Regions from separate parts of the Mus musculus genome. Here all the other regions are linked to region 1. A link is a contact called in public Hi-C and HiChIP or PLAC-seq data. All regions are on one chromosome and are shown on one strand. Each heading gives the region's core, a stretch centred on a gene start, on an enhancer-like site or on the middle of the called end of the contact. The rest is flanking DNA. Distances are from core to core; before and after follow the strand shown. Region 1 overlaps Gap43 (growth associated protein 43). Region 2 overlaps 4932412D23Rik (RIKEN cDNA 4932412D23 gene). Region 3 has its middle 25 kb from the start of Gm29960.

Region 1 (3,079 bases), core at 157-2,656:
AACTCAGAGTTCCACTCACCTCTATTTCTGGAGTGCTAAGATTAACGGTATTCTCTACTAAGTCCTTTGCTCTTCCAATGACTTTTCGTAAGGACCTAATAGATGATTGTCAGACCAAGGACTGACAAATTCGAAGTGATCAGATACGAATTAGGTTGTTTTCACATTTTAATTAAGACTTGGGATAGATAGCATTGGGAACAGAGTCACAATTGTTATTGTGAAGAATCCTCAATAAATTATGGGACTTCAATAGACAAATGGAGCAAGTACTATATTCTTGTAGATTTACTACAGGAGGATGACGGTTGGTATGTAGCTGAAAGGGCAGTCTACACCCTCCGCCCTCAGCTGCCTGCCACATCAGTACAGCCCCAGGAGGCTTCAGAAGATGTGCTCAGGTCTCTTGAGTGGCTGCATCTCCCCCCACCCCCCAGAAGCGACAGGGGACAAATGGCTGCTGGCTCGCTACACAGTTCCACTTCACTCTGCTCCCACCCTCTTGCCAGCCCACCAGGCACGTGCCAACAATGAGCTGCCTGCTTCACTGGGATCCTCGGCTCCATTAATAAGCCCTGGAAGGCTGATAATTGGAGATTTGCGGAGCCTGCCGTCTTTCAATGAGGCGGGTTGTTATGGAAACCGCAGGCAGAGCATCATGTACATATTATTGATCCTTTAAAATAATAATAAAAAAGGACCATTAGAATGTAATGTCCCTTTTTCTTACCTCACTTGGCTCCCATCGTTTTCTTTGAGAAGTTTGTCATCAATTTGCACACGTGACAATTCACAGCTCATCTCTCTCTTTATCTCTTAGCACCCGCCCCACCCCTTTCTTAATTACAGAGAATCTTTCACCTCTAGCAGGAGAAAAAAAGTCAGCTGAGCAGAAAACCAAAGGAACACCAAAGAGAACACTCTCAATCTAATTTAACACCAAGGCATTAACTCGATAATTTGAGACAAGAGAAATCAGTCATGAGTATCAATGCACATTTCCTCGCCATTAAAAATAATAATAATAAATCGAACAGAGCTTAGAAATGACTTCGGAGCCCCACCCTAGTTTATTCTGGTGGCAAGATGTTCACCACCCACGATGAAGCACACACGGTGCTCTGGAAAGGAGCCCCCAGCGCTCAAGCCAAGGAAAAAGCCGGACTATTTTTCTGAACTACTTTTAAAATTTAGCTTTACACTCTTGCAGAAAAAAATCCAATTACTCCTTTTACTTAAGGAATACAGACATAATGCCGAAGTGTACCTGACTGGGAGGCCTGTGATCAGCATTAAATGAATGTGCCTGAAGGCTGCTTTGGACTTCAGTGTCACCCAAATTCCTTGCGTTGAAAAGGCCTGGGCGCCATTGTTTCTTGGTGAACTTCCCATTTTTCCCCAGCAGAGGGCAACAGAGTAATACTGTTCCCGACCTTGAGGTCTGCGGACCAGCCACGAATCCAAAGCAAAGCACACAATTGGTTCAGGAACGATTTGCTGTGGCAAGGTCCTACTTTGAAGCCTTTCTGAAGTTAATTGTATTTTTAAGTCCTTTTAAAGGTAACCAAAATCTAAGTCTAGAAATATTGTTTACCAAAGTCATGAAGTCATGGGAGTGGATGAACTAAAATTAATGTTACATTGTGAAATGGATTTCGAGAGCAGGTAATGCTTTGCAGTGGCCTTATCTCTATAGGATAAGGTCTTATCTTATATCTAAGACCTTTGAATCCATAAAATACTATGACATCAGTTGTCATACTATTTTAATGTAGCAAAAGCATCTGCCATTGTTTAGTTTAAAGCCCCAATCACTTCAGGTCTGAACATTTTAAGGTCTAACACAGTCACCTTCCCCTCCCTGGTGCTATAGCAATGTTGCCTAATTAAGTTCACTTCCTTCATTCAGATACCTGCCACCCTGGTGACATCTGAACTTACTCTCTGCAATTAGACTGTGTTTCCAGTCAAACACATACTTTCACATAGCTCTGGGGCCAGGAGTTCGTTTTGTTTGCTTGTTGTTTGCTTGCTTGCTCCTTTTTAAAGGCCTTACATTGCTTCCAGATTGTACACTGAACAACAGCATTTTTCTTTTTACTTTTATATACCAGTATTCTTTACAACGCCTAGAGCTCTTGCGTAAGTCACACCTGCTAGCAAAGGAAAGTTATCTGTATGACAATGAAACGAGCTCCTTGGGTTACCTTGTCTCCTCCACGATGAGCCTAACTCATTATGTGACTGTTCAAGGTGATCCTACAAGACACGTCACTTTTCATTAGAATACACACACGCACAGCCCGTCCTGGGGATTGTTCGAGTACAGTGGGCTGAACAGTTTTGAAAACTGGTCCCAGCTGAATAGCTGATGAAAGACCAAACTCTCATCCATATTGACACACAGTAAAACATGTTACAGACCATTCCAGGAGATGAAAGGACTCTGTGAGACCCGCTATGCCTCGGTCAAAGTGACATCTAAGTTTCCTAAGAAGATTGAAATCTAAGTTGAAATCATTATACTTGTACTTACCTAGAAAGAGCATATTACCCATTTCTCTCAAGAGTTTCCAACTCTGTCTATCAAATCCCTAGATTGCAGTTTCTGAGGGACCAATTACAGGCAGCCTAAATTAATCCTACCCTCACTACCTGGTGGCCTTGGCTAACTTCCAGGCTCAATCATCACTGATAATGTAAGTACTTGGTAATGTTGCTGAGCTCCAAAGTAGGCCAAGTAGAATAGCCTCCGACTCTCAGGAGACTCGGTATATCATTATGTGTCTCTCTCTAGCTGACCACAATAAATTAAGTCATATTTGTACATTAATTTCCTCTTTAAAGTCAGGGGGTTGGTACCAAGGTACAAAATAATGTTTTCCAATAATTTCAGATTTTAAAAAAAAATTTTAAAAATTGGTCAGTTTCTATTAAACACTTGCTATATGTTCAAGGAAATACATTGTAGGAACTTTATATGCAAACCATTTAATGCCAATTGGGTTCGTCTCTGAGATCATTTCATAATGATGAAACCCATACTGAGCTATTGACAGAGCTCCTTAGGGACCATGTC
Region 2 (3,079 bases), core at 341-2,840, 470 kb after region 1:
GTAGCTAGGCTCTGCTACAAGGGGAAGACGAAAGTCTGAGAAGAGTTTTACAGCGATAGTGATCCCAAGATTACTATGATCACACCTCTTCCAACACGTGGAGAAGCCCTTCTCGTGTATTCTAGAAGATTCTAAGAGCCACTTCAAAAATAGCCATGCAATAGATCTTCATTATCAACGACCACCAGGAAACAGCACTGTTAACTATTGCACGAATCTCAGCCTTACCATATCCAAAATAGTGATCAGAGACATAACACACGGAGAAAATCTTTACCAAGTAGGTCTCAAAGCATAAGAAGTGAAATGTAATTCTTTTCCTACCCATCTCAACATCTGCTTCCTAAACTTAGGATTCTTTCTAGGAACATGCTAGCTTAATTTATCTCCCTTACAAATTGATTTAGTACCTTATAATAACCTGGAATTCATTATATCATTATATATATATATATATTTCTTAAAAAGCCACCCATCTTATTTCCTCACAAGCATCTGTATTGTGCAAGTAACATCCTACAGATCTGTAATGCAGCATTTGGTGCTGTTCGACCTATACCAATCACAGCCAATGCCCATTGATTCCAGTATGCTTCACGATCTGTCCCGCATATGCCATTTTCTAAACATGCACAGTAAGAGGGAGAATAACTGGCATTTTAAGTATCAAGTGCAGGGTAACAACAAGCATTGTCCCTGGTTTGCTTGTGTTGTGACTGACTCAAGAAATAGATAAGCTAATATTCCACAAAATGTCAAGACACACTGGGATCATTTTGAAGAGACACAATCATAATTCAGCTCACTATACCTCCTGAATTGCTATTACACACTAATCCGACTGGAGGGCATTTTGACTGCTTTGATGTACAGTCTTTACTGGCTCAATTGTCCCATCTCAAATGTTCTAATGAAACGTTCTCTGCGAAGAAGAGATTTTGGAAACTGTACCTTAACACCAGAAGATATTGTTGGATTCAGTATCTATTCACTCTTCAAACCAACTGACAAATAACCAATGACATAAAGTAGATAGTAGCCTGCATATTGGCACCCATGCATAAATGTACAGGCTCTTTATATTATTTATCTAAGAAGTAATTGTTGAGCATTGACTGTGCCCACTTCCTCCCCCTTCCATCTAAGCAGCAGAATCGGTTAGGGACCTGCAATGCTATCCTCATTTAGCAACAGCAGAGCAGTGTCAGCAGCTCTATTCTGTGCTCTTTTGTTCAGCTTCTCTTTATTTCAGTGGTGTCTGCACAGCTCACCTGATGTCACTGGGAGAGAAAAAGAGACTAGCAAAACCCTTTGAATCGTTCTCATAGCTGGATTTATGTAATAGAAAACCTCATGATCCTGAGAACGTGTATTTTCATACATTACGATGTCAAAGTACTCTACTGCATAGCAAGCTGGGTAGACTGGAATATAAAGTGCTTCCGGTGGGAAGTGAGGAGACAGACAGAAGAATGTTTTCCTGTTCTCAGAAAAGCTAGTCAGATAGCTCTGTTTGAAAGGCAGCGTGTGTCAGTGTGAAGTAATCCTGCCCTCTCTCTTCCTCCCTGGCTTCTCCAGGGAAATGAGTCACACCTGGTCGCTGCCCTTCGGAGGGTGTTTGATGTTCTAAATTCTCATCAGCCCTGCACAGCTAGGATGATGTCAGCACAGTTGACATTGTTAGATCCCTGCTCTGCTTACATCAATTCCCTGTCGCTCGGGTGTCAGATCAGTGTGAAGAATGGAAGGGGGGAATCATCTTCTTAGCAACGAATCCCACTGAATCCCATGTCTCTAGGATCCTGAAAAGACATCTGGCACTTTGCTTTGGGGATTTCCTGTGCATGCCAGAATTTTAGTTAGATTAAAATACAGCCGCAGTGAGTCAAAAAGAAACCTCCCATCTTCTTCCACCAGAATGTATATGCTTTTACAGTACTTCACTTCCAAATGTTTATCACCAAAGTACACTATTTATTCACGTACCCCTGAATTCCTCTAGGATATACTTTCTTGGCTTGATAATCTTACTTCTGCTTAAAGCCAGAAAAGTCAAAAGGGGGCCATCTTTCCACCCTTCAGTAGTCAAACGCCATAGATAGGTATAAGTATATAAAATACACAATCACCTTACAAAAGAAAGAAAGAAAGAAAGAAAGAAAGAAAGAAAGAAGGAAGGAAGGAAGGAAGGAAGGAAGGAAGGAAGGAAGGAAGGAAAGAAAGAAAGAAAGAAAGAAAGAAAGAAAGAAAGAAAGAAAGAAAGAAAGAAAGAAAGATGGCCATGCTAATAAGAACAGGATCCAGATAGAGTACAGAATCATTTCCTGGATGCACTCAGAAGACTAGAATCATTAAATACGAAGCGTAACAACAGCACAATAAACTCAGACAGCTGCAGCCTTCAGATTCATCTATGTATTGATTATCCAGGGGAAGGCAGAGAGACCTTAGGAAAAGGATCTAAAAGGTTACTTTGGAAAATGTTACAGTGCAACAGCCAATAGAACCCTGCCCCTCATGCCAATAGCTGTCAGAAACCCCAACAATGAAGATTTAACGTCTACTCTTCCAGAACAACGTCTCAGAATTATTCTATCTCAGCTCTTTATGCAAACGCTTTTCGTTGCTTTCTAGCTCTCTTTGTGCTCAACCACTTATTCATCTTAGAACCATTTCTGGCTACAGCATCTTCCTCTGGGATAGTTAGAGTCAAGTGACCGAGGTGGGTAAGTGAGTGGACACCAAAATGCTGTGTGATAAGCATTCTCATTAGAAATAGCCTTAGGGTTCAGAGAGGATAAGAAACAAAGGGGAAGGCAAACCCAGGCTCTGGAACAGGAAGAAGTCCTCAGAATGGCATGCTGAGTATTCACCATTTGGTTTTGTTTTTATAATTGCAATTCAAATGATAATTTTAAATCCTGATACTTGGTCCATAGAATGCAAGTATACATTTTTAGCAAATAGTTCCATTGTAGTCCAGAGGGTTCATTTGTCTGCCAACTTGCCCAAGTTACCCAGAGTAGGTATATCCCCAACACAGGGAGAAACAGACACTTCTTTAGACCTCCATAGTAGG
Region 3 (3,079 bases), core at 211-2,710, 400 kb after region 1:
CTCACAAGGGCAGCTGTAAGGTCATGGTCACATTTGATCGTCTTGCCACAGGAGAGGTAGAGGCAGGGAAGAATGCTTCCAGGAACTCTATTTATAGTCTGTGGTGGGAGACAACGTTTCCCTTCATCTCTTTGTACTTTCTGTGATCATATTATCTTTCTAACCCTTATCAAAAGTCTGGTTTTCCAAATACGTACAAATACACATCTTACAATGATATAAGCCTGCCCATAAAGACAATCCAGCCCAATATCTTTTCACATTTGGTCCCTCACTTAAAAGATAAAAGAATAGGTCCCTAAAAATGACAGAAATCATATTCCTTCATTTGGTCATTACATTTACAATGGTGTGTACCTTTCTTTTTCTCCTTGGTGAACAGTTCCAAACTACAGAGATGTTAGGAACCGAACCAAAGACTAGGTAGGTCAACCATTTCCAGGAGACTGCTGAAAGTCATATCCTGGGATAAAGCCAAGAGTAAATGCCAATCAAATGAAACCTCCATCCAAAGCCCCTTAGAAAATCGGAAATGACATAGAAAGATACAGGAAACAGGAAGAGCTAATCCTAGGTACAGCACTTCCTCTCTGACAGAGAGAGATTTGGAGTCTTTGTGTAGAGCTAATGTTCTTCGTCTGTACAAGTAGATGGTGCTCCAGGAGCAAGGCCAGGTGGCCATGAATTCTTGGCCAAGAACTCTCTAGCCATTGCTTAAATATTTTCAGTGTCCCCCACACTTAAACTTTGCCATTGCTGGACAGCTCCAGTGACTCTAAAGCTGTTCTCAAGATCTGAGCCAGGAACATTTATTTGTCTTCTCTTTACTCCATATCTCTGAGCGTCACACTTCCCTTTACATCAGCAAAGCTTACTCATACATCCTGTTGTTCCTCCTTCAGTCCAAGCCTTTGCATTATTTTTACGAGATTTCCCCACCTCCCCAGACAATCAGATTCTAACTACACTCCCCAGTTTTCTTCTCATCTAAATTATTCACAATTGTATTCAGAATTGTGTGTGTGCAGTGGCCTGTCTTTTGGAGTGGTTGTTGTGAAAGCTGAAATGACATTCGGTCACAATACAAAGGCACATCATACATTCTGAAGTGCAGCGAGGGTATGAATCAACAGCCAAACGTATACTGCAATAGTCTTCCCTGTCTGGGTTGCCTTCAGATCACCACCGCATAGAACAAGATTCAACAACGGCACAGGAAAAGTGGATGTGGCAAAACATCCACTCACTGACTAAGTTCTGCAGGCTCGGTCCTTCCAGATTAAGTTGAGACAAATTTTGCTTGAAGAAAATTTCAAATCTCAGTGAGTCATGACTATTTGGGTGGATTTAGAATGCTTGAGCTCACAAATGTCAAATTCACAAATGTTAAAGGCCTGCAGCAGATGTGACTGAAGTCAGGCAGGAAATGAGTAACTCCAGATGGACGCAAACAATAGCGAGCTGTGAAGGTTATGTGTAACTGGGAAGGGATAATATAACCACAGCAAACATTAATACAGCAGATACTGTGTATAGCATGGCTTGAAAGGCTTTATGTGTATGGACCTGTTTGCCCTGCAGAGTATCCTATAACTCCTCATTCCCACTTGAATCTATGGTTGAAAAGTGGGGAAACTAGAGAAGACTAAATCCTCATTTGTGCTCTTCGGGAGAAAAAGGAAGAGCCAATGTCTCACCCAAGATGCTAAATGTTTGAGGCTGAACATGGAGAATGCAGACTTCCTCCATGCCTTCATAGTCTGAGGAAGTGAAAAGTAACTTTGTTCTTCTATGCTATTTAATTTCCTAAGGAGGAACTCCTAATAAACATGAAATCATTTCTACCACAGATGACTTATAAAGTACTTGTAAGACTTGTTGATTTTTACAGATAGTCTGTTTTGATATGAACATGGAACATAGTACAGAGGCACAGAGAGAAGGAAAAATAGTAGTTTCTGTTTTGGCCGTTATAGGACACAGATTCAAGCCAAGTTTTCTTACCCAATGACTAACTAGGGTTCAGAAACATATCCTGTGCTTATCTGGAATATCGTGAGGCAGTATTATGTATGCATTTGTAGTCTTTCTTTCCTTGTTTCTTCTGTTTTTCACCTGGGTTTTTAAACAGAGTCCCTTCTCTAAAATTTAGTCTCACCTGTAAAACCAGCAAAGAGAATAGTTTGGCTGATGCTAAGGATGTAGAGCAAGCAGCAGTGCCAGCAAATATGAAACTGAAAGAAGCCAAAGGCTTTTGTAGCTAGCTATGCTGCAAATGCCATTAAGAGATAAGTTATAGGAGATACAAATAGTACTTAACACAAATATCTTAAAACATGCTGTATTTAACATGTTTCTTCAATGTTTGTTCCTACACCTCACTTCTGACCCTCATCTTTTCCAACTTGGTCCCTTCCATTACCTACATACCCATTTTCCAGGTTGCATGTTTCGTCCCCTTCTAATTTGTGCATCACTCTTTGGTATGAAATGCAGAAACAAAACAAAAACAAACAAACAAACAAAAAACAAACAAACAAAAAGCACCCTTGCTGTTGACCAAGTCAGTCTTTAGCATCATTCTCCTGATAAAATATTTGAAGTCTATGAAACAATATTATTCCAGAACTAAAAACAAATAAGAATGTCAAAAGTACAGACCAATATCTCATAAACCCAGATGCAAATGTCATTCTTTTGAACACTAGTAAACCGATCCCAACAAAATATAAAAGTATGATTATATACCACAAAACTTAAAGGTTGTTCCAACATGAAAATCACTCAACAGGACATATTTTTTTTTGATTTTTTTTCCATTTTTTATTAGGTATTTCGCTCATTTACATTTGCAATGCTATACCAAAATTCCCCCATAGCCACCCACCCCCTCTCCCCTACCCACCCACTCCCCTTTTATGGCCCTGGCGTTCCCCTGTACTGGGGCATATAAAGTTTGCGTGTCCAATGGGCCTCTCTTTCCAGTGATGGCCGACTAGGCCATCTTTTGATGCATATGCAGCTACAACAGGACATATTAATGGAATAAAAAGTTTAAAACATATGATCATCTCAACAA

The links. Hi-C and Micro-C count contacts between places; a contact is called where the count stands out from the background. HiChIP or PLAC-seq counts read pairs in DNA pulled down with a chosen protein or histone mark.
Region 2: a contact with region 1 is called in a Hi-C map of the N1E-115 cell line, with 7 times the contacts expected there. The contact joins two enhancer-like sites. A contact is called at or near these places in 5 of 484 Hi-C or Micro-C datasets (the N1E-115 cell line, cerebral cortex, cortical neurons and 1 more), 6 of 115 datasets of contacts at active chromatin or transcription factors (SST interneurons, embryonic basal ganglia, embryonic forebrain and 3 more) and 2 of 9 other capture datasets (embryonic stem cells and pancreatic islet).
Region 3: an H3K27ac HiChIP or PLAC-seq map of heart atrium shows a contact between it and region 1, with 9 times the contacts expected there. The contact joins two enhancer-like sites. A contact is called at or near these places in 8 of 484 Hi-C or Micro-C datasets (the C2C12 cell line, LSK cells, adipose-derived mesenchymal stem cells and 4 more), 3 of 115 datasets of contacts at active chromatin or transcription factors (cardiomyocytes, embryonic stem cells and heart atrium) and 1 of 9 other capture datasets (embryonic stem cells).

The regions. Positions count from the first base shown.
Region 1 is chr16:42,275,240-42,278,318 of GRCm38.p6, forward strand. All of the region lies in intron 2 of Gap43 (growth associated protein 43), which reads right to left. Among named protein-coding and RNA genes, the nearest start is that of Mir6540, 27 kb to the right of the region's middle. Within about 2 kb of position 1,407, at least 50 of the 459 cell types and tissues checked have an H3K27ac peak or open chromatin away from gene starts, as enhancers often do. A contact at or near this core is called in the N1E-115 cell line, SST interneurons, cerebral cortex and 2 more, where this site is marked.
Region 2 is chr16:42,744,806-42,747,884 of GRCm38.p6, forward strand. All of the region lies in intron 1 of 4932412D23Rik (RIKEN cDNA 4932412D23 gene), which reads right to left. Among named protein-coding and RNA genes, the nearest start is that of Gm29960, 94 kb to the left of the region's middle. Within about 2 kb of position 1,591, at least 69 of the 459 cell types and tissues checked have an H3K27ac peak or open chromatin away from gene starts, as enhancers often do. A contact at or near this core is called in the N1E-115 cell line, SST interneurons, cerebral cortex and 1 more, where this site is marked.
Region 3 is chr16:42,676,036-42,679,114 of GRCm38.p6, forward strand. No RefSeq gene overlaps it. Among named protein-coding and RNA genes, the nearest start is that of Gm29960, 25 kb to the left of the region's middle. Within about 2 kb of position 1,461, at least 48 of the 459 cell types and tissues checked have an H3K27ac peak or open chromatin away from gene starts, as enhancers often do. A contact at or near this core is called in heart atrium, where this site is marked.